7 separate regions of the Mus musculus genome follow, and all the other regions are linked to region 5. The links are chromatin contacts, called in public HiChIP or PLAC-seq and promoter capture Hi-C maps. All regions are on one chromosome and are shown on one strand. The core of a region is the stretch at or near the end of the contact, and the rest is flanking DNA. Distances in the headings are between cores, read along the strand shown.

The links. Promoter capture Hi-C pulls out the DNA fragments that hold promoters and counts their contacts. HiChIP or PLAC-seq counts read pairs in DNA pulled down with a chosen protein or histone mark.
Region 1: an H3K4me3 HiChIP or PLAC-seq map of embryonic forebrain shows a contact between it and region 5, with 2.6 times the contacts expected there. The contact joins the promoter of Poldip2 here to the promoter of Ksr1 in region 5. A contact is called at or near these places in 3 of 39 promoter capture datasets (hippocampal neurons, liver and pre-B cells), 4 of 115 datasets of contacts at active chromatin or transcription factors (astrocytes, bone marrow-derived macrophages, embryonic basal ganglia and 1 more) and 1 of 9 other capture datasets (liver).
Region 2: a contact with region 5 is called in a promoter capture Hi-C map of pre-B cells, with 3 times the contacts expected there. The contact joins the promoter of Utp6 here to the promoter of Ksr1 in region 5. A contact is called at or near these places in 3 of 39 promoter capture datasets (liver and pre-B cells), 1 of 484 Hi-C or Micro-C datasets (CD4 T cells) and 1 of 115 datasets of contacts at active chromatin or transcription factors (pro-B cells).
Region 3: a promoter capture Hi-C map of embryonic stem cells shows a contact between it and region 5, with 2.8 times the contacts expected there. The contact joins the promoter of Slc46a1 here to the promoter of Ksr1 in region 5. A contact is called at or near these places in 2 of 39 promoter capture datasets (embryonic stem cells and pre-B cells).
Region 4: a contact with region 5 is called in a promoter capture Hi-C map of pre-B cells, with 3 times the contacts expected there. The contact joins the promoter of Ift20 here to the promoter of Ksr1 in region 5. A contact is called at or near these places in 7 of 39 promoter capture datasets (cranial neural crest, embryonic stem cells, hematopoietic stem and progenitor cells and 4 more), 3 of 484 Hi-C or Micro-C datasets (CD4 T cells, embryonic stem cells and uterus), 9 of 115 datasets of contacts at active chromatin or transcription factors (astrocytes, embryonic basal ganglia, embryonic forebrain and 5 more) and 1 of 9 other capture datasets (liver).
Region 6: a contact with region 5 is called in an H3K4me3 HiChIP or PLAC-seq map of embryonic forebrain, with 2.8 times the contacts expected there. The contact joins the promoter of Pigs here to the promoter of Ksr1 in region 5. A contact is called at or near these places in 2 of 115 datasets of contacts at active chromatin or transcription factors (embryonic forebrain and pancreatic cancer cells) and 1 of 9 other capture datasets (adipose tissue).
Region 7: a contact with region 5 is called in a promoter capture Hi-C map of liver, with 2.4 times the contacts expected there. The contact joins the enhancer-like site here to the promoter of Ksr1 in region 5. A contact is called at or near these places in 4 of 39 promoter capture datasets (the C10 cell line, hippocampal neurons and liver) and 4 of 115 datasets of contacts at active chromatin or transcription factors (craniofacial prominence, embryonic midbrain, embryonic stem cells and 1 more).

The regions. Positions count from the first base shown.
Region 1 is chr11:78,510,747-78,513,670 of GRCm38.p6, reverse strand. It overlaps Poldip2 (polymerase (DNA-directed), delta interacting protein 2), which reads right to left and starts at 1,375. Exons shown (of 11, transcript NM_026389.3): 1 at 1,199-1,375. The coding sequence starts at 1,359. It overlaps Tmem199 (transmembrane protein 199), which reads left to right and starts at 1,503. Exons shown (of 6, transcript NM_199199.3): 1 at 1,503-1,774. The coding sequence starts at 1,564.
Region 2 is chr11:79,961,073-79,963,772 of GRCm38.p6, reverse strand. It overlaps Utp6 (UTP6 small subunit processome component), which reads left to right and starts at 1,386. Exons shown (of 19, transcript NM_144826.3): 1 at 1,386-1,555. The coding sequence starts at 1,464.
Region 3 is chr11:78,464,418-78,467,117 of GRCm38.p6, reverse strand. It overlaps Slc46a1 (solute carrier family 46, member 1), which reads right to left and starts at 1,417. Exons shown (of 5, transcript NM_026740.2): 1 at 1,113-1,417; 2 at 1-767. The coding sequence starts at 1,340.
Region 4 is chr11:78,534,967-78,537,666 of GRCm38.p6, reverse strand. It overlaps Ift20 (intraflagellar transport 20), which reads right to left and starts at 1,306. Exons shown (of 6, transcript NM_018854.5): 1 at 1,091-1,306. Tnfaip1 (tumor necrosis factor, alpha-induced protein 1 (endothelial)) reads left to right here and starts at 1,407. Exons shown (of 7, transcript NM_001159392.1): 1 at 1,407-1,581.
Region 5 is chr11:79,144,957-79,147,752 of GRCm38.p6, reverse strand. It overlaps Ksr1 (kinase suppressor of ras 1), which reads left to right and starts at 1,280. Exons shown (of 19, transcript NM_013571.3): 1 at 1,280-1,698. The coding sequence starts at 1,474.
Region 6 is chr11:78,326,980-78,329,826 of GRCm38.p6, reverse strand. It overlaps Pigs (phosphatidylinositol glycan anchor biosynthesis, class S), which reads right to left and starts at 1,405. Exons shown (of 12, transcript NM_201406.1): 1 at 1,319-1,405; 2 at 956-1,095; 3 at 741-852. The coding sequence starts at 1,352. Aldoc (aldolase C, fructose-bisphosphate) reads right to left here. Exons shown (of 9, transcript NM_001303423.1): 9 at 2,046-2,847.
Region 7 is chr11:78,573,902-78,576,798 of GRCm38.p6, reverse strand. Nlk (nemo like kinase) reads left to right here. Exons shown (of 11, transcript NM_008702.3): 8 at 1,872-1,958. It also overlaps the pseudogene Gm17235. Among named protein-coding and RNA genes, the nearest start is that of Tmem97, 25 kb to the right of the region's middle. Within about 2 kb of position 1,593, at least 8 of the 459 cell types and tissues checked have an H3K27ac peak or open chromatin away from gene starts, as enhancers often do. A contact at or near this core is called in liver, where this site is marked.

The DNA.
Region 1 (2,924 bases), core at 126-2,625, 630 kb after region 5:
AGCATTTCCAAAGTCATTCTTATTCTTGCATATCCTGTTTCAATGCACACCTTCACCCACCCTCCGGGTCTTCCCCCCCCCCCACATGTTAACCATCCTTCCAACTTTGCATTTCAGTTCCTGGTATGCATGCCTTGAGTCCATTAAGGACCTGAGAGACATGCCTAGTGTGTAAGAGGTGCTCAAAAAGCATTTGTTCTGAGGCAAGCAGTTCTTCTGTCTCTACTTTTACCCACTGCTGCTTGGCAGTATACTCACTAAGCCTGGCATTTGCTACTTGGAAGAATTGTTCTGAACCAAAAATGGTTCCACACATCGGTAATCCCAGGGCTCTTAAGGCTAAGGCTGGAAAATAACAGGTTCTGGGCCCATCTGGCTACACAGCATGATTCTCCCAATCCTACACATTCAACTGTGCTGTAAATTCTAAGTCTTTACCCTGACCTCAGGACCTAGCATTTCTAGATTCTCAAAGGTACCCCACACAGTACACTTAGCACTGCCGTGTCTCCACCCAGTGTCTTTTCACATTTACTTGTCTTAAATAGCAAATACCTCCCTTAACCACTATCAGGTCATTTCCATCAACTTATCCTTTTAAATAGGATTAATTTTGCTATGGATCCATCAAAGCACTGTAATGTTACTTTGGAAATGTTAACTTCATAGCCAACTTTTCAATCCTGTCTGATCCCTACAAGGCTTTGTTTACACCGCCCCCCCCCCCCCGAGCCTCAACCCCTATTTCCCAAGTCACATGGGCAAAATCAGTCTCCCCAAGGTCACATGGAAACAGGACCCACAAAGGTAGACACTTAAATCGACTTGTTTCCCACAGAATAGCATATTTCTGAGAGTCACTGACCCAAAAGGGCCCGGGGATCCCTGTAGTTGTATTAAATGGCAGCCCACTCCAGGTGCCGGGGACCCCAGCCTGGGAGGCAGGATTCGCCTAAGAAGCGTTACTTGTTCTCCCTCGGAGCTGCCCTGCACTGCCAGGGCCCTGGGCAGTGCTCCCTTCTTTGCTCTTGGCACATGTCCCAAGCAGCCCGTGTCGGCTCTCTCCTCGGGACCCTTTCTCAGGTGGCACTCCGGCTGCCCAAACAGAGTCAGGCCTCCTGGCTTCCTTAGTAGCTAGGTAGAAAACGCTCCCTAGATTCTGGGCCCGGCTCCCTGGCCCCCTCTCTCCGTCCCTCACCGGGACGACAGATGCCTTCGGGTCGTCGCTGTGGCCACCGGCGGAAGGCCCCCTGCTCCACCGACCGCACACAGTGGCCTCGACCCTCGGGTCGTGGCCAGCGACCGAGACCACCAGCGGCTGCCCACTGCTAGGGCCCGTCGGGCCACACAACCAGCCATGTCCCGCCCGAGCGCCCGCTCGGCTGCTGACACAGGGCCCGACCCGCGGCGGGGCGCCGTCCCGCCCCCGCCCCACACTGCCCCGCGCCTAAGCCCCTCCCCTCGGGCCCGCCCCCCGCGGCCGCGTGGGCTCCTCCAGCTACATCCGGCGCCTGTGAGCGGAAGTCCGAGTTTGGGATCACCTGATCAGAGCGTGAGGCAGAAATGGCGTCTTCCTTGCTTGCCGGCGAACGACTGGTTCGCGCTTTGGGTCCTGGCGGAGAACTGGAACGGGAGCAGCTCCCCCGGAAGCTGCGTGCCCAGCTCGAGGCTGCTCTGGGAAAGAAACACGCGGGCAGTGATAATGCCACGGGACCCCGGCGCCTGGTTTCATTCCGTCTCATCCGAGATCTGCATCAGCACCTGAGAGAAAGAAGTGAGCGGTCCCCATTCAAGAGTCGCCGCGTTCTTTTCAGATCTAATCCCTTCTGAGGCGTATTTTCCCCCCATCACTCTCGAGTGCCTACCGAGTTCTCATATATCCAGTCCAAAAGCCTTCTCATAAACCCCAGGTTTACTACTTCCATCTTAACTTCCGTGAAAATTCTTAGTGTGTTACAAAACGTATTTTCAGATTTTGTTGAGTCCTCTTTTAGTGCCACCTAAGTCCATGTGAATTTTTTTAGGAAGTCGAGATTGTAGCCCAGTACTATCTGACAGGTTGAGTTTCTCCATTTGAGGGCCATATATCAATAGTGAGCATATCGTGTTTGGAAAAAGTGATTTTTTTTCCTTCCATCTCAAAGGTAAAGGTGCAAGCCCCAGTTTAGGGGTGAGGGTAGGGAAACGGTAACAACAACAAAAACTATTGAAAGATCTGGATTGAGTCGCATGTAGTTCTAGACATTGTAAAGAAGTCATTTCTCCTTTTCAGACCTATTTACTTATGTTAAGGTAGGGAATAGGGTAAACTGGCATGTAACTTACCTTGCCAGAGTTAACATATCCTGGCCAGAAGTGCAAAGGGTAGATGATCAACTATTTAGACTTAAGAGAATCTTAGAAAAAGATCCTCTAATACAGTGTCCGCTGAGTGTTTAGCATCACAACCCAATCCTGACTAGGACAGATCTATTATTTTCACAGAAATAACCTACCATTGGTAGTGGTGAGGTAGGGTTGGTAACGAAGACTGACAGTTAAAGTCCACTCTATGACACTAAAAAATACTTAGGTGGAATTGTCCTAAATCTTTCCTAGTTGAAAGTTATCTTGAGTAAAATGAAAAATAATTGAATAAACACAAGGAGAGAAAGAAAATGATCACAAGGTTGGGCATGGCACGTACCTGAAACCCAAGGGGCTGAGGCAGTAAGATTGTGAGTTGTCTAGATGAAGTACATGAGAATTCAAGAGACAGCTAGGTGTATCTAAATGAACTTAAGGTTAGACTGGTTTCATAATGAGTTCTGAGCCAGCCTGGTCTACATGATATGTGTATGTATATACATATATCAGCCTTGTCTCAACAATATATCTATATATGAGAGAAAGAAGTGAGCGGTCCCCAATCAAGAGTCGCCGCG
Region 2 (2,700 bases), core at 137-2,636, 820 kb before region 5:
AGGAAGGATTACAATCTGTCAGGCTTGTTGACTTCCTTGAACTTAAAGAAACGTTATAAATGCCTTACACTTGCGCATTTATTTGTTGATTTTTTTTTTTATTATTACAAGCTTCCTGCCCACACTGGACTTGCTGTTCACAGTCATCCCCATTCTGACTAATAACAACAAGTCCTGCGTTACTATTACAAGGAAACTGCATCTTTAATTTACATACATGATTTCCTTCCATGTCTCAGATCTTAGATCTGAAAGGGCTGGGAAGTGATGAAGCTCACATTGACCTTTGTGTCAGTTCTGAGGCCAGTGGGACAAGATGTGAAACAGAAAGGGAAGGAAAGCAAGGAGCTGGGTGGCTCTGGGTGACTATGAAGTCTAGTTCCCTCTCATAAATCACGTAGAAGACCGGGGTAACGACGTGAGTGTTCTAATAACAGGTCTAGCAAGAAGCCCTGCTTTGGCTTTTTATCATCTTCCAGAACTTAACAGAGAAGGGAACCACAGATTTTTTTTTTAAGGTGGTAGTAATTATACAGCAATGTTGCTTCCAAGGTGGATCTCTTAGAAACACTAATTTGCTTGGACAATGTTGTAAGGAAGATCTGTGTAAATATTGATCTATTTCACCAACTTTCAAACTTTTCATTGTTTTCTAAAACAAATGACAGTTTCTGCTATTTATCCAGTGCCTAAAATTTTGAAGTATTTTGTCTACATAGGTCAAGATATTTATTTTTAATTTAAAAACCGTGTGTGTATTCACGTGGGCGGGCACACGCGCCATAGAACGCGTGTTGAGATCAGAGGATAATTTGCAGGAGTCAGTGCTCTCCTTCTACCGAATTTAGGTTGCCAGGCTAGGTAGCACGATGGCCCTAATTATTTAAATAATACATTTTTTCTCACCATTTTAAAAAGAACCAACCATTCAGAGGCTTTCATTGGGACGTGAAAATGCACGGTTACCATACTGGTTTCGTGAAGCCAGCCGACTAAGACCAGGGCAGCTGGTCCGCAGCCTTAGAGCCTCATCGAATTTGCATAATTAACAATATCGTCTTCAGTTACATTTTTTAGTTTTCAGTGTTCTCGGTGACGAGAAGCGAGAACCTGCGACAGGAGCATGATAAAAACAAATGACTTCCAGGTAGCGTACTTAAAGCTCCTATCAGGTATTCCGGGAGGAGCTTTTTCCGGTCTCCGAGGCGCGAGGATTTAGCCCCGCCCCCAGCCCCGCCCCCGCAAAAGATGCATTCCCAGACCGGAAAAGGTTCTTGCTGCAATCCTATAGTCAACCACAGGGAGGCGACAGCGGCTTCGCTAGAAAAGAGGGGCTCCCCAATGGCGGAAGCGGAAAAGGCGGGACTTACGAAGCACGTTCAGTCAATCACTAAGAGTGAGGCTGAAAGGTGGCTGTTCTCTACGCTTATCGGCCGCCCGGCTGCTTGTGAAGTTCCAGCCTCATGGCGGAGATAATTCAGGAACGTATAGAAGATCGAATCCCGGAGTTGGAACAGCTGGAGCGCATCGGACTCTTCAGTCACGCGGAGATTAAGTGAGAGAGGATCAGGGAAGAGGAAGGAGCGGGGAGGCCGGAGGGGAGCTTGAGGCCAGTGTGTGGCGGGGACCGGCGTGCTGACTTTTCTGAGTTTGTTTGTAGCTACCATGCTAGCAGAGGGAAAAGTCCGTGGCTGGAATTTGACCACGGTCAGAATTCAACTTTAACGTATTGCAATGCGATCCATAATCAGTCCGTTTACCCTTCCTACTGACCGTCATCCAATGGTCAGGGTCTTGCGGCCGTAAAGGTGATCCAGCCAGGATCCTAGCCCGTCAAGGATACTGGGCAGTGTGAATGGCGGGAGAATTCCGATTAGAAAATGGTTATAGTTTAAAAGTTTGGGGTATACAGCTTTAGATAGTCGAGTACAGCGCCACGGAAGCCCAGGGGGAGTGGGTAGGTCTCCCTAACTAAACTTATAGACTGAAGACCATTCAATTCATTTCCTATGCTTCTTTAGCGCTCTGCCACAGGGCACGGAATATAGTTGGCATTTGGTAATTTGGTAAAATCAGTTACTTTTAGTGATTTTCTGTAACAGTTTACTTTTCTATGACTCTAGATAAAAGTGCAGTAGTAGTGTGAGTGTAGGATCCGCAAAGAAAAACGTTAGGAAACACCGCGAGGACGCTTAGAAAGTGCTAAATGTTGCCCGGAGTCAGGGCACCGGCCTTCAATCCCAGGACTTGGGAGGCAGAGGTGGGCGGATCCCTGTGAGTGCTACCTGTCTGGAAAAACAAGGGGGGCGCGGTGCTAAATGTGTTACCATTCTTAAATATTGTCTTGAGTATTCTGTTTTTCTTAGAACACATGTATGCTCACTCCTTTGTCGTAATATTTAGTTAGAGACAATTTAGGTTTTAAGAATTTACATGCTGAAAATAGACCCAAGATTTTAGGATAGAGATTTGGTTAACAAAAACCTAAGCATTGAAGCTAAGAGCATTGCAGAGTGCTTGCTTAGCATGCCAACGCCTTGAGTTTGATTCTAGAGAATGTATACATACACACACACACACACACACACACACCCCAAGACAAGCCCCTAAGTAGCCTAAATTTGGAGGAGAAATCTTTGTTAGTATGTATAAATAATAAAAAGCATTAGGCATTATTTACTTTGCTGGTGGGAACAGTAA
Region 3 (2,700 bases), core at 168-2,667, 680 kb after region 5:
GTGTCAGCCAGGCAGAATTGCAGAAGCCTTAGGCCCAGCAGGCTGGTGAGGTAGGGTAGGTGCTGGGCTGCTGAGCCATAGCCAATCAGCTTGGAGTCCCAGCAGAGGGGTGCGCTCAGCTCATAGAGTGTCAGGATATCTTGAGCCCCAAAATGCACAGTAACCACCACGAATATGGCCAAAGAGTACAGGGCTAGATGCATCCTGGACTTTTCTGGGGCTGGAACCACATATAGCCGGGCAATGGATCGATGATGGCGGAGCGTGAAAAGCCTGGTGGACTTTGGCTCCTTCACCGTCTCACCAAAACAAAATGCTGCGTATAGAGCCATGACAATCAGCAGGGCCAAAGCCAGCCAGAAGGGGTTGGCATAACCCTGGGCCCGGAGCCAGTGACCCCCGAGAAGGCTTGCCAGGGTCCCGGCCACACCAATGCATGCTTCCAGCAGAGCCATCCGGAAGGTGCGACTGTGGTTAGAGCTAACATCTGCCACAGAGGCAAAGCTAGCAGCAAGGAGGCCGTTGAAGTCTCCCAGAAGGGCACAAAGAGCTCGGCCAAGCACGAAGAACCCGACGTGCAGTTCTAGCTGCACCACAAAGATGGACACCACGGCCTGGAGCAGCAGACCAAGAGAGGCCAGCACCAGCAATGGGCGGCGACCCACGCGGTCACTCCAGGCTCCCAGCAGGGTGGACCAGAAGAGTCCCACCAGGAAGCCTCCCACGTTCATGTAGAGGGTCCAGTGAGATGTCAGGGTCTCCACTTCCTGTAAAGACACAATCACTAGTGCGCAGGACCTCACTTTGGTTAGCTACCATCACCATCCTGGGAGCTATAGCCTTGCTTTAGAGCCCTAAGCCTCTTGGAATGTTCCTTCAACTTGTAAAAACAGGCCCTGGAGAAGCATTCCCTCCGTCGCTACACTAGATAACTTTCCAAGCCAGGCTTTCTCTAGGTACACCTCCAGCACAAGGCAGCCAGCCAGGGCAGGCCCCCTTTGGTCTGACCCGCCCACCACGCCACGTGTGTCCCGTCCCCTCGGGGACCCCGTCTTCCACAGGCCCCGCCCCGTGCCGCGCTCCGTATTCACAGCTGCTCTGGTCCCTGCTACCTTCATGAGGGGATCCGCGCTTTGGTTCCCACAGTTCTCCCGGTGGCGGGTGCCATTGTAGCCGAGCTCCGTGCTGAACCGGTGCCAAAGGTACTGTGTGGTGAGCGGTCCCTGCAGAACCAGGGCAAAGTTGGCCAGGAAGACTAGGGGCTCCACGGGGCCGCGGAAAAGCACGGGAGCGTTGAGGAAACTGTGGGGCGAGCCCACGGAGCTCACGCGCCCCTCCATGCGCAAACACGGAGGGGCTAGCACCTCGGAACCAGCTGCGGGAGGCCTGGACCAGTCTGTGCTGTCTGCGCCTGCGCCGGCTTCGGGTGCTTCTGTTAAAAGTCTAGAGGGGCGGAGCGTGAGACAGTCTCAAAAGCTTTGGTCCGCTGAACTCTGGGCTGGGTGTCGTCCAAACAATCCCTGTGGTGTGTCCTCACTTCAGGCAACGCAAAGATACTACCGTGCTGCAGCCCTCCTTCCTGGGCGTCGGAACACTCAAAAGAATAATCACTATATCAATAACTAACATTTATTGACAACGTAACTTTGTTCTGGGGCCAGGAATTCTGAATATATTATCTCGTGGCAACCTTATAGATTAGTCACTTAATGATCCGAATCCAGAGATGTGGAAGTAAGGTCGAAAGGCACGCAGGATTAGCGCACAAGACTGGATATGCCAGCTGCGTGGCATCTGCCTCTCGGCACATGTGCATCTGTGTAAGAACAGCCAGAGCCTGGTGGGCCACACTGGAGTACTTGTGCTCTGCCACTGATCCGTTGACCTTGCCTTCACTTGGAAGAAAATCTTAGTGAAGGCAGGACCTAGTGGCATGTGCTTTTAATCCCAGCACACCAGAGGTGAGGCCAGTTTGGTCTAAGCAATACTAGGCTAACCAAGGCTTGATGTTCTGTCCAAAACAAACAAACAAACAAACAAACCAAGAAAGAAAGAATGCCGAGCATGGTGATGCATGCCTTTAATCCCAGCAATTGGAAGGCAGAAGCAGGCAGATTTCTGAGTTCGAGGCCAGCCTGGTTTACAAAGTGAGTTCCAGGACAGTCAGGGCTACACAGAGAAACCCTGTCTCGAAGAAACCAAAAGAAAAAAGAAAAGAGAGAGAGAGAGAGAGAGAGAGAGAGAGAGAGAGGAAGTATTGGAAAATGACAATGAGATTTGGTACACTGAAAGTATTATTTTATATACATACTTTCAGACCAGGCTAACCTCAGACTCATAGAGATTCCCCTGCCTCAGGCTTCTGGATGCTGTTGCTATTAGACCTAATCGCTGTTGGCTATCATTAATGACTAATAGGTTGTCCCTTGCCCCTGTTCCTGTCCTAGGAGCCTTTCCTGGAGCTAGTGTCACATCAAGGACTGGGATCTGATTCTGCAGTTCTCTTAGAGGGTGGAGTAGAGACAAGAGGAGCCTGAGACTGGAGGCCCCTGGGTGTGGGCCTGTGCTCTTCAGTGCCCCTGTTGTAGGAACTGAGCTGGAGAACAGACATCTGCACTGTTGCTGAGCAGCTCAGACTTCCTGTCTGTCTGTCTGTCTGTCTGTCTGTCTGGGCTTCTGTTTTATTGCCTGTGAAAAAGG
Region 4 (2,700 bases), core at 57-2,556, 610 kb after region 5:
ATTTTGACACAAAGGGTCCTGGGATCAAAACAGCAAGAGGGAGCAAGGCTGGCAACCGGCTATAGCTGGATGAGTAAATGAACTTGGGTTTTGTTTTGTTTGTCGAGACAGGGTTTCTCTGTGTAGCCCTGGCTGTCCTGGAACTCACTTTTGTAGACCAGGCTGGCCTCGAACTCAGAAATCCACCTGCCTCTGCCTCCCAAGTGCTGGGATTAAAGGCATGCGCCACCACACCCAGCTGAACTTGGATTATTTTTTATAATGATAACCGCTAGCAGTGGATTTCGGCAGTGCTTATTGATCAGAGTTGGAAAGATCACTCACTGCCTTGGCCAAACAGAGGGAACAGGGAAGAGCAGAATAGAGGCGTCCTTTCCAAATTTCTCACTGTGAGCCAAGCATCTCTAAGCAGGCTGCCTGCAGGTAAGTGGCACTCTGATAATGTTTGCAGAATGAATGAATTCATGTGGAAACAGAAGGCTGTAACAGAAGAAAAGATTTGAAGCCGAACGGGAGTTCAGAGATCAGATGATGTCTGAATTGACAGAATTTAGTAATGCTTAATGCAGCACTTTGGAGAAAAGTGAAGAAAGGAGCCAAACACGATTGCCATGGATCTGGATTGGACCGAGAGTATGGCTGGAAAGGACAGTTTAAAGAGATGGGTAAGATAGATATGGTACATAGCGGGCTATCAGATCCCCAGCCCACCCCTAACTCCCACCACAAATATGCTCCAGGAACGTGGGATTGAGTTTCCTAAGCATGAAGGCTGTGCCTGGCTCTACGCTCCCTGGCTCTCCCAGGTCCGCAGGCACAACAAATAGTTGTAGCTGTGGAGTTTGGAGAAGGCGTAGACACAGGAAGAACTGGGCAAATGGCGCGGCTGTCTTTACTAAATTATACTCCTGCAATGTCCGAACCTCGGTTCACCGGTGACATCGAGGGAGCCAGGCTGAGCTGAGTGTAAACCCGATCCCTAAAAACTCCGAGGTAGGGAAACCGCCGCTTTCCACCCGGTCCAGCCAATCCTCGGCGCTGGGTCACGTCGGCCTCCTCCCGTCCCAAGTCCTCCACGTCCCCGACCTACCTGACGAGCCGCCTCGGCAGCGCTCTGCGGCCCTGACGACTGTCGGTAGAAGCTTCTCTCCGGCAACTGCAACCGGCTGCTGCCACGGAGACAAGATCTAGGAGCCACACGTCACCCCCGAGTCCAGAAGCACCAGCATCCGCCCACCCTGCGGTGCTTGCTGGGAAATAGATGCAACACGCGATAACTGCCCACTAGGCCCAGAAGCCTTTGCTCAGGGGGCGGGGACTACGACACGGGAAGTAGATTTGTTCCCGAACCCGGAAGTAGAAGGAAGTCAAACGTCAAGTTTTCGACCCACTGCTAGCTCGCGCGCTGTGCATGCCGGGTCTTGTAGTCTCTTTCCCGATCTGTAGGGTTGGGCTGTAACTCCGGAGTCGGCGGGCGCAGGATGTGAGCTCACAGCCGAGATTGCAGGCAGCCGCAGGCCAGAGGTGGCACCGAGTCCGCTTGCTACTTGACTGAGACTCGGAGAGGCGTCCCCGCGGACGGTGAGAGCCAGAGGTGCGGGTGCAGAGGGGAAGGACAGGCTCTGCTGAGTCCTGGGCAAAAGGCACGGGATGGCGCGCGGGGATGAAGTTCAGGTCTTTTCTGGGGATGGGAGGCACCACGGATCTCAGTTTTTCAGAAGAGGAGGGGTGTGGCGGGAGAGCAGCCTACACTGCAACGAGAGACATGGGATGTTTCTCCATTTCCACTGGAGAGCCTTTGGGTGAAACATAAGAGCCGCTTCCACGATTTCTGACCTTTCTTGCCAAAATCAGCCTTCCCACCTCGCCGTACCTCGTGTCCTTCCTTTAGAACCCCAAGTCTTTGAACTACCGTGATCGTTTGCGCTTTGTTCTGCTTGGCTTCGCATTAGGTTCCCATAGAGACACGTGTATGTTCCCCAGCCCCAGGATTACCCCTCTATCCACAGGCGAAGTCCTGAGGAAAGAGCCCTGAAACTATCAGTGGAAACTTCATCCTCTCAGAAATTTCTTTCTAGGGCGTCACCTGCCATTGGACTCTTGGACCTAATTGGTCTGGGTGGAATCTGGTCTGACGTCATCTAGGACTCAAAGTAGCTCTTAGGAGGAAAAGAATAGATTAGCTCCGGATTTGACTTCCTCAGTTGGCAAGCCTAGTCACTTGGGTTTCTTTGATTTGGCAGAACGTGTTTATGTGCTTCCTTGATTCTGGGGAAATGGGACTGCACACAAAGTATGTGAGGAACTTGCTAAAACTTGTTGAGGAGTTGATTTTTTTCCCGCTTTGAGGTAAGGCGGTCAGTCGCTCACCAGTCTAGCATTGTAGTGTTACTGTCAGACTCCCGGAGCTCGTTTCCTCCATGTTCCATCACTGAAAGCAATTAAGCCATCAAAAGGATATGCTACTTAATATAGCACCAATATAGACCTTCCTGAAAGCCCCCCACTCCCGACCATTCCAAGGACATACTGAAATCTCTTCAGGGTCAGTTTTAGTTTAGCAAGCTGATGTATATACTTAATTCTTGTTTGAGGACCAGTGTTGTGGGTTTTACCTGTAAAACATGAGGAATAACAGGAAACGACTGAGTGTTCCGGTATTAAAGAGGTTGGTTCCACTTTGGGGCGTTGTTGTTGTTG
Region 5 (2,796 bases), core at 31-2,530:
CTCACAGAGATCCTCCTGCCTCTGCCTCTGGAGTGCTGGGATTAAAAGTGTGTACACTTGACTTCAGTTTTTACTTCTTTTTTCGAGACAGGGTTTCTCTGTGTAGCCCTGGCTGTCTTGGAACTTGCTCTGTAGACCAGGCTGGCCTGGAACTCACAGAGATTCTCCTGCCTCTGCTTCCAGAGTGCCACTGCCACCTGGCTCATTTTCACTTCATTTTTATTGCTAGAACATGTGAGGTGGACTGATGGGAGAGGAGAATGAGCAGGTGTGGTAAAGCTTAAATTAGGGCAGACTGGGAAACACCACTGCTAAGACCACTGACTGCTGAGGCTCAGGGTCTCATCTAGATAGTGTGAAGTTAGAAAGGAGCTAGCATGTATACTTGATCGCACATGCCAGCAGTTAATATGGGTGCTGTTAGAAACATAACTTTTTTAAAGAAACCCTCTAGACTAGATGGCTATGACTACCCTATTTGATGTGAAGGGGAAACTTGGGCACTCAGAGGAAAGCTATTTGTCCAAGTTCACATACTGGGTAGACCCAGGTTCTCTCTGGCTCGAAACTCTTAGAACTGTTCAACAAATTAATATTTTGCCCATGTGGCATCTACAGGGTATGGGGGGCACTAAATTTATTTTGTTGAGTAAATAGAACACAGAAGAAAGTCCTTTCTCCTTGCCTGCACAGTAACTTTGGTGTGACAATTCAGGGTCAAGCTCTATGTGAACACAAACACAGCCTCGTCGGGTGTTGTGAGATTTTGATGAAGGTGGGTGTTTCTTTTTCTTTTCTTTTGATAGTGTTGGGGAATCAAACCTAGGGCTTTGTGTTTGCCTGGCAAATGTTCTGCCGCTGAGCTACACTTTTAGCGCATTCCCATACATGGTAACCCCTAAACTCATACAAAAATTTTAGGACCCTCAATATCCTACAAGACAGGGGTTATCTGGGTCTGAGCCATCAGCCCCTTCCCCACCCCATTCGCCAGTCTCGGAAAGCTACTGATGTGTGTGCGCTTGCGTGTGTGAGAAGGGTGTAGTAGTGGGAGATGGGGGTAAAGGAATCAAACTCCCTAGACCACGACGCGCACGAATTGGAGCAGGCGCAGAGCAGCCCCTTCTAGACGTCAGGCGGGGCCGAAGTGCGGGCGGGGCCCCGAGGGCGCGGGCCAGAAAGCAGATGCGATGCGCGGACTACAAGTCCCAGAATGCGTCGCGGCCCCGATCCGGCCCCCGCTGTCGCTTAAAGGCTCCAACAACCACAGCCGTCGGGTAGTGGAGGCTTTCGCTTTGCCGCCGCGTCTGGGCGGGAGGAGGAGCGGACTGGGCAGCAGGCTTTCGGGACTGCAGGCTTAGGCGGCGCCAAGGGGCGCTCCTAGTGCAGCCTTCCTGGCTCGGGGCTTTCCTGCCGAGGCGCCCGTGTCCCCGGGCTCCTCGCCTCGGCCCCCAGCGGCCCCGATGCCGAGGCATGGATAGAGCGGCGTTGCGCGCGGCAGCGATGGGCGAGAAAAAGGAGGGCGGCGGCGGGGGCGCCGCGGCGGACGGGGGCGCAGGGGCCGCCGTCAGCCGGGCGCTGCAGCAGTGCGGCCAGCTGCAGAAGCTCATCGATATCTCCATCGGCAGTCTGCGCGGGCTGCGCACCAAGTGCTCAGTGTCTAACGACCTCACACAGCAGGAGATCCGGACCCTAGAGGTAAGGGGCCGTTGCGCCCCACGTCCGGACCCGGCGGTGGCCCGGGAGCCGCCCCACTGCTTTCCTTCCCGAGTTGCATCCTGCAGCGGGGTTGCTGGCTGGAGTCTTCCTCCCTTTCCCGAGCTCTCTGATGCGGCAGCGTGAGGACCTACGACCAGCTCTCACTTTGGAAGAATTTAGGGGAGGGGGGTGTTAGCGTGGAACTGGATCGAGTCTCGAAGACCAGCGTGCCGAGTAGGATGCACAGGGCACCCCACTGCAAACCCCTTTCCGCCTTCACCCTATTTCCAGTGCCCACAGTAGTCATTGTCCCACTGAATCACGCGCCGGTCTTTTCTCCGTGTGCTTTAAGTCCGGTAGCGTGGGCTGGGGCGATGTGGGGGACGTCCCTTGAAGTGTGAGCGTCGATCGATCGGTGGCACTGACTTTCCCCTCACTCCCCACTCTCCTTGTTGTCCGTTTCTTTCCTTTCCACCAGGTCTCTGCCGCTTTTCAAAAAGTGTTTGCTGAAACAGCATTTTTGCTGTTCAGGCGTTGGGGTGCTTGTCTTTGGAGATGTCACAGCGGTTCACTGCTTAAAATGAAATTACCCTTTGACTTCCCTACTCCACCCCAAACACTGAGCTTTGGCCTAGGAAGGATTATACTGGGGAAGGGAACCTTTGGTAAGAACAGGCTACTTAAGGGGGTTGCTGACAGAGATAACCTGGAGTGCAATGAGGAAACAAGATGTGTGAGCTCTCTTCTCTCAAATTATACAGTTGGGAAGTGCAGCATTAAAACGATTTGGAAGAACCAGCCAGAAAGGTGGTTGGCATTTCAGAAGGGGACGCTCCCCCACCCCCTTACACATTGGGGGGGAAACTAGTGCCTTCCCAACTTGCTTTTGCCCAGAGACTGGAAGACCTTTGAAAGTGAAGGGGTTATTTAGTAACTCTTTCCCTAAGAAGGGCCTTTCCCTGGCATTGCCACATTTGGTTTCTGTAGGTCTGAGGATGTCTTGTTAGATACATAATACCCTTTCTCTCTCCTCTCTCTCTCTCTCTCTCTCTCTCTCTCTCTCTCACACACACACACACACACACACACACACAATTG
Region 6 (2,847 bases), core at 156-2,655, 820 kb after region 5:
TTCTGCACCTTTTTCTACTCCCCGGCAGGTGAGAATGGAGTTCAGGCTCTCCCGTGACTCCACCACGAGACCAAACCTCCTGCCTTACAGTATTTTGCTAGTTTCTTTCTTTCTGATGTTAACTATAAACATCTTTAAAATATTACCAATTTATTATTCACCCTCAAGTTCTTGGTACCTAACAAAGTGCCTAACAATACAGTGTGTGATGTTAAAATGACAAAGGTCTGAATACACATCCGATGTAACTTCAAACTCCCGTTTTCTTTCAGCTACAACCTGCTTTCCCTATGCACTGATGGGTATCAATTGCTAAGGATAAGGTGGCATAATTTACCGTATGACATAAATCACTGTCATAAGGACAGGCACTGTACTTTAGACTAACACAAACCCCCAAGTGAACATTCCAAAGGAGATCTCTTTTCTTAGGATTTGGGGGAAGCAGGCGGATGGCTCTTGATACCAAGCCTGATGACCTGAGTTGGATCCCCAAGACCAGGACCCATATGGTGGGAGGAGAAATGACTTTCGCAAGTGATCCTCTGACCTCCACAAGATGCTCCACAGCACAGACATCCACACAAACATACATGTGCGCGCGCACACTAAGTAAATGTAATAAAACATTTTAAAGTAAGTTATGAGTCGCCCTCGCCCCTCCTATGCATTCCAACTCTGGGTTTTGGGCCTGGCTCAGATGGAAAAAGCAGCCCTGACACCTCTTCATGGGAACTCACATTTCAGAGGGATCTCTCGCTCATGCACAACGGTGAAAGGTAGCTTCTCTTGGTCGTCCAGGGGCACAGAGTCCCGAGTAAACACAACTGTGACTGGCACCATGAGCCGGAGCTGCGCGAGGGATGAGGGGCATCGGGGTCTTTAGCAATGTCTGCACCTTACAGCTGGGCTGCCCCCCGGTCCCCCAGCCCCGGTTCTCCCCACCCAGTCTCACCAGCAGAGCATTCAGCCCACTGATGTCTGAGTAAGGCAATGGGGCCCGGTAAGTCTCCGTCGTCTTCCACCAGAGCGGCAGTCCCAGAAGGATGGCCACCGCGGCGAAGAAAAGCGCGGAACGCTTGCCCCGGACCACCTCTGAGGGCACAGAGGGCCGACTAAGACGCGGGAACTAGGGTGCGATGCCCGCCACACCGGGATCGTGGAGGAGTGCGGGCGGCCGGGAACCCCGAGCAAGCCGCTCCCGCGTGGCGGACCCCCAACCCCAGGCTGGAGGGAGCTGTCAGGCTTCTCGCGCCCCACCCACACATTCTGCCCGCGAGACCTCCCCACTGCGCCCTCCACCTGAAATCCACCGCACCTAGGTCCGTGGCCGCAGCTCCTGCGGCCGCCATGGTCCCTTCCGGCTGCCCAGGTCGCCGATGGGGCGGGGCCTCATGAGCTTTCTCCAATCGGAAACTCCAGAATGAGGGGGCGGGACCACGGTGCGCGACCGCTGCCAATCACGAGCAACACTGCTGACGCACGCCAGTGCGCAGGCGGAGCCCGTGAGAGGGTACGCGCTCGGCTACACTTTCAATCTGACCCTGGCTTTTCATTGAGTGCACCTGGTACTGTTTAGCTCTACAACGCCAGTTTAGAGAAGGCGATAATCTCCATGTAGCCCAGGCTGGCCTCGGACTCTGGGCCCTCTCCAATGCAGGGGATTACATGCACCACCACGTTCAGCGGAAGGGGAATATTTACTTAAATGAAGTCGAGCTTATCAAGAACCTGACTCCCGAAAAGTTTTCTAATGTCATTTCTTTTTTTTTTTTTTCTTCTTTTAAAGATTTATTTATTTATTATATGTGAGTACACTGTAGCTGTCTTCAGACGTACCAGAAGAGGGCATCAGATCTCTGTTACAGGTGGTTGTGAGCCACCATGTGGTTGCTGGGATTTGAACTTCGGACCTTTGGAAGAGCAGTCGGGTGCTCTTACCCCCTGCGCCATCTCACCAGCCCCTAATGTCATTTCTAACATAGGTCTTTTCTTCAGAGCACCAGCTCTTCAAAGCTTAAAGATAAAACTGACAAAACGGTAACTTTTTAGCATGGTTGGCTACTATGTGATTAATTTTATTTTAGTTAATGTTGAGACAGATCTCCCTATACGATCCAGAGGGTTAAAGTGATCCTGTCCCTAATGTCTGATACCTCAGCCTCCCAACTAGCCGAGACTATAGACTAGGATTTAAAAATCGATTCCAATTCGAGCGATTGAGGATGCTTCATTGAAAAATTCCTGAGCACAGCCTCTATATAGTAATGCCTGCTGTTCGAATCCTAAATAGCCTCTCAGCCTCTCTTTGAAGCCTGTTTCCTCCTATGAAAAGTACAATGGTACCTACTTTACAGAGCTGTGTTAATGCATATAATAATGGTTAGAAGAACAGTGCCTGGCAGAAGCATATGGAAATTGCTGAGTTAGCTGCTTTGATTATAAGGTCAGGCCACACAGAGCAGAACATCAATGACTTTTCCAGTGCACATCTGTCTAGTGTCACCCTACCTCACACTCTAGCCCAGGGGTAATCATTCACCACAAAGCCCTATCAGTTCTAACAAGTCCAGAACCCTCCGATGAATCCCTTCTCTACATGGAAGTGGGTCATAGCCCTTGGCAAGCTTCTAGACACTCAGCTCTGTAGCCCCGAGGCTTGGAAGGTTTCCTTATTGGAAAAGACCTAAGTGCACATTCTTCAGAGATGGAGGAGAACTGGCCCACTCTGATCCCTGCTTGTCCCCTTTGAGCCTTGCACAAAATGGAGTTTCTCATCCTGCTGGATCCTTTAATGTGTCAGTCCCTGGAAGACCTGTACCCTCCTCTCCACCCCCAGGCCCTCTA
Region 7 (2,897 bases), core at 344-2,843, 570 kb after region 5:
GCTCTCAGGCATCCTGGTCAGTCAGGTTGTAATCACTGACTGAACCATCCTCTGCTCTTCTTCCCTTGGCAAAGGCAGCCCTCAGCTTGCAGAAGCCTCCAGGTGTGTTGGAAATGGCATCCTTCTCCAGATTGGTCTTGTATGTCTCCTAATACAATCTGTTACTCTCCAGCAGCCCCTGGTTGGTTCTTGAGCAGATGGTCTCGATGAGGAAGCCCTCAATCTGTCCCCAGGCCCTTCCCAGAGGCTTTCAGTGCAAAAGCATCGTACTGGGCAGGTGTCTTCAATAGGCCTGAAATCTGTCTCCAGGTAGCCAGATAAGACTGACTTCAGCACGGATAGGTGAAGGCAATGTCCTGTTCCTGCACATTGCTGTGGTTAGTCAGAATGTTGACGATGCTGACCTCAACCATTCGTTTGGTCTTGACACCATCTCAAGGTTCAGAGCATCCCTCTTGGCATCAAATTTGGTGTAGGCTTTAACTGACCCACAGGCACTTGTGGGTATGGAGTGATCACCCTCTAAGCTGAGCTTGCACAGGGTTCTCTGAACAATAGACATTAAAAAAATAAAGTAAAATCTGGCCCAGGCACCTAGCACTGAGAGTTGACTCCAGAAACAAAATGAAGTTTCTTGGCCAAGCGTAGAGATGCTCATCTGTAATCTCAGCACTCCAGAGACAGAGGCAGGAGAGTTTGTAGACACAACAGGCTAAACATTAATGAATGGCCAGCTTTCTTATTCTAAATAATAAAGTCAGGAAAGAGGGGGAAAGGGTTGGCTGTGTTGGCCTGGTCATTCTATTGCCTGTCTCTGGTGGGGTTTAAACTATGAATCTATCCTGGGGCCAGGCTTGGTCCTCAAAAAATAATGTTACTCAGTTGGCTAAGTATGAGTGAGGTGCCTGTCTGTGAAACTGGTAGAAGAAAATCCAGCCAAGCAAACCACAAGGCTTGAGAGTGGAAGAATGGTTCACTGTAAGTCAGGGGTTCCGGGCAGGCAAAGCTCTGCATAGTATTTTTATTATATTGTGTTTTTTATAACTTAGACTCTTAGCTGTAGGAAAGCTTAGCTTAGTAAAGCAGTCCTGTCTCCTGCAGGGACCGTGTCTGACCTTCAGCAGACTCAGGGTAATTGAGAGTTTGTTCAGGAAGAGTTTTCCTTTGTGTGACCCCAGAGTGCATCCTGCTATCTACCCAGTGTGCAGCTAATGCACTGGCTAAACCACATGCCCTTTGCTGCCAGCTAAAATCTAAACCTCTTGATAGTTGGATGGGAACTAAAGGAACACCCTCCCAAGACGCTCCTTCAGCCAGGCACGGCCACCTAGAGAGAGCACTCATGACTTAGCACTTAGAACCTCACACCCAACTTACTTCCTACATTTGATGTCCATAACTCTGCATGAGGTCAAATTTTTAGTGTCTTTTTTCCATCTTTAAGCATGTTTGTTCTTCCCTTCTTATCAAAGCCATCTGATTTATTGGATCACTTTTCATTTGTCAAGACTTTTTGTCCTCTGCCCTACTGTGCTGTTGATGTACTCTGGCCAGATAAAGTCAGTGAGAGTTCCCTTTTGAAGCTTGATGAGTGTGGCGAAACTCATTCCCTTTGAGGTTTTTGTTTGTTTGTTTTTGGAGCTGGTGTGAGACACAGTCTTACGGTGTAGCCCTGATTGGCCTGACACTAAGTAAACCAAGCTAGCCTTGAATTCACAGAGATCTACCTGCCTCTCTCTCCTGAATGCTGAGATTAAGTCATGCCACACCACACCCAGCTCACATCTTTTTGAACTGGCTTGCTACAAATTAACTGTATTACATATATAATACATAAGGCTTAACTATCTGAATTTTCTGCTCTCTTACAGCCATCTCTTCCTGTGCTCTACACCCTCTCCAGCCAGGCCACACATGAAGCTGTTCACCTGCTTTGCAGGATGTTGGTCTTTGATCCAGTAAGTACTGCTAACTTTTATGTGTTGTTATTTCTGTTACTTTGTGTGTTTGAATATTGTGCCTGCCTGTTTATCTGTGTACCGCATGTGTGCCTGGTGCTCTCAAAGGTCAGACGAGGGCATCAGATTCGGGCAGGCAAAGCACTGCATAGGATTTTTACAGTTGAATTGGAGTTACAGATGGTGTGAGCCACCATGTTGGTGCCAGAATCTAAATCTTGGTCCTCTGCTAGAGCCACAAGAATTCTGCACTGCCAAGCCAGTGCTACAGTGTTATGTTTAAAAAACAGAAAATATTTTTATGTTTATTAAATAAATTTTAAAATACTACTCTAAGAGAAGCATTCTGGCTTCTTTTTTTTTTTTTTCTTTTTTTTAATAAATCTTTTTTTTTTTCTTTTTTTTTTTTTTATTATTTATTTATTATATGTAAGTACACTGTAGCTGTCTTCAGACACTCCAGAAGAGGGCATCAGATCTCATTACGGGTGGTTGTGAGCCACCATGTGGTTGCTGGGATTTGAACTTCGGACCTTCGGAAGAGCAGTCGGGTGCTCTTACCCACTGAGCCATCTCACCAGCCCAAGCATTCTGGCTTTAACTAGACTAGCAGAGTCAGTAGTGACTGGAAATAACAGATTGCAGCTCTTATTTGTGTTCCCATGTTATCTCATCCTGTGGATGTTTGAGTTTTGACATTTTAGACTTAAGCAGAGCTTATATGAAGAGCTAGGAGACATTGCCATTCTTATAATCTTGTTATCTGTAAAAGGGTTTGACAACAAGTTAAACCAAGAGGAAATTTTTTTTATTGTTTGAAAATCATTGTGTGGCGTATGGGATGTCTCCTCTCTGGACTGAGAGTGTAGCTTCTCTGAACCTCTTTCTGGACTTGATTGTTCTGGACTTGTACACAAACTGCATCATGATGTCTGCTAT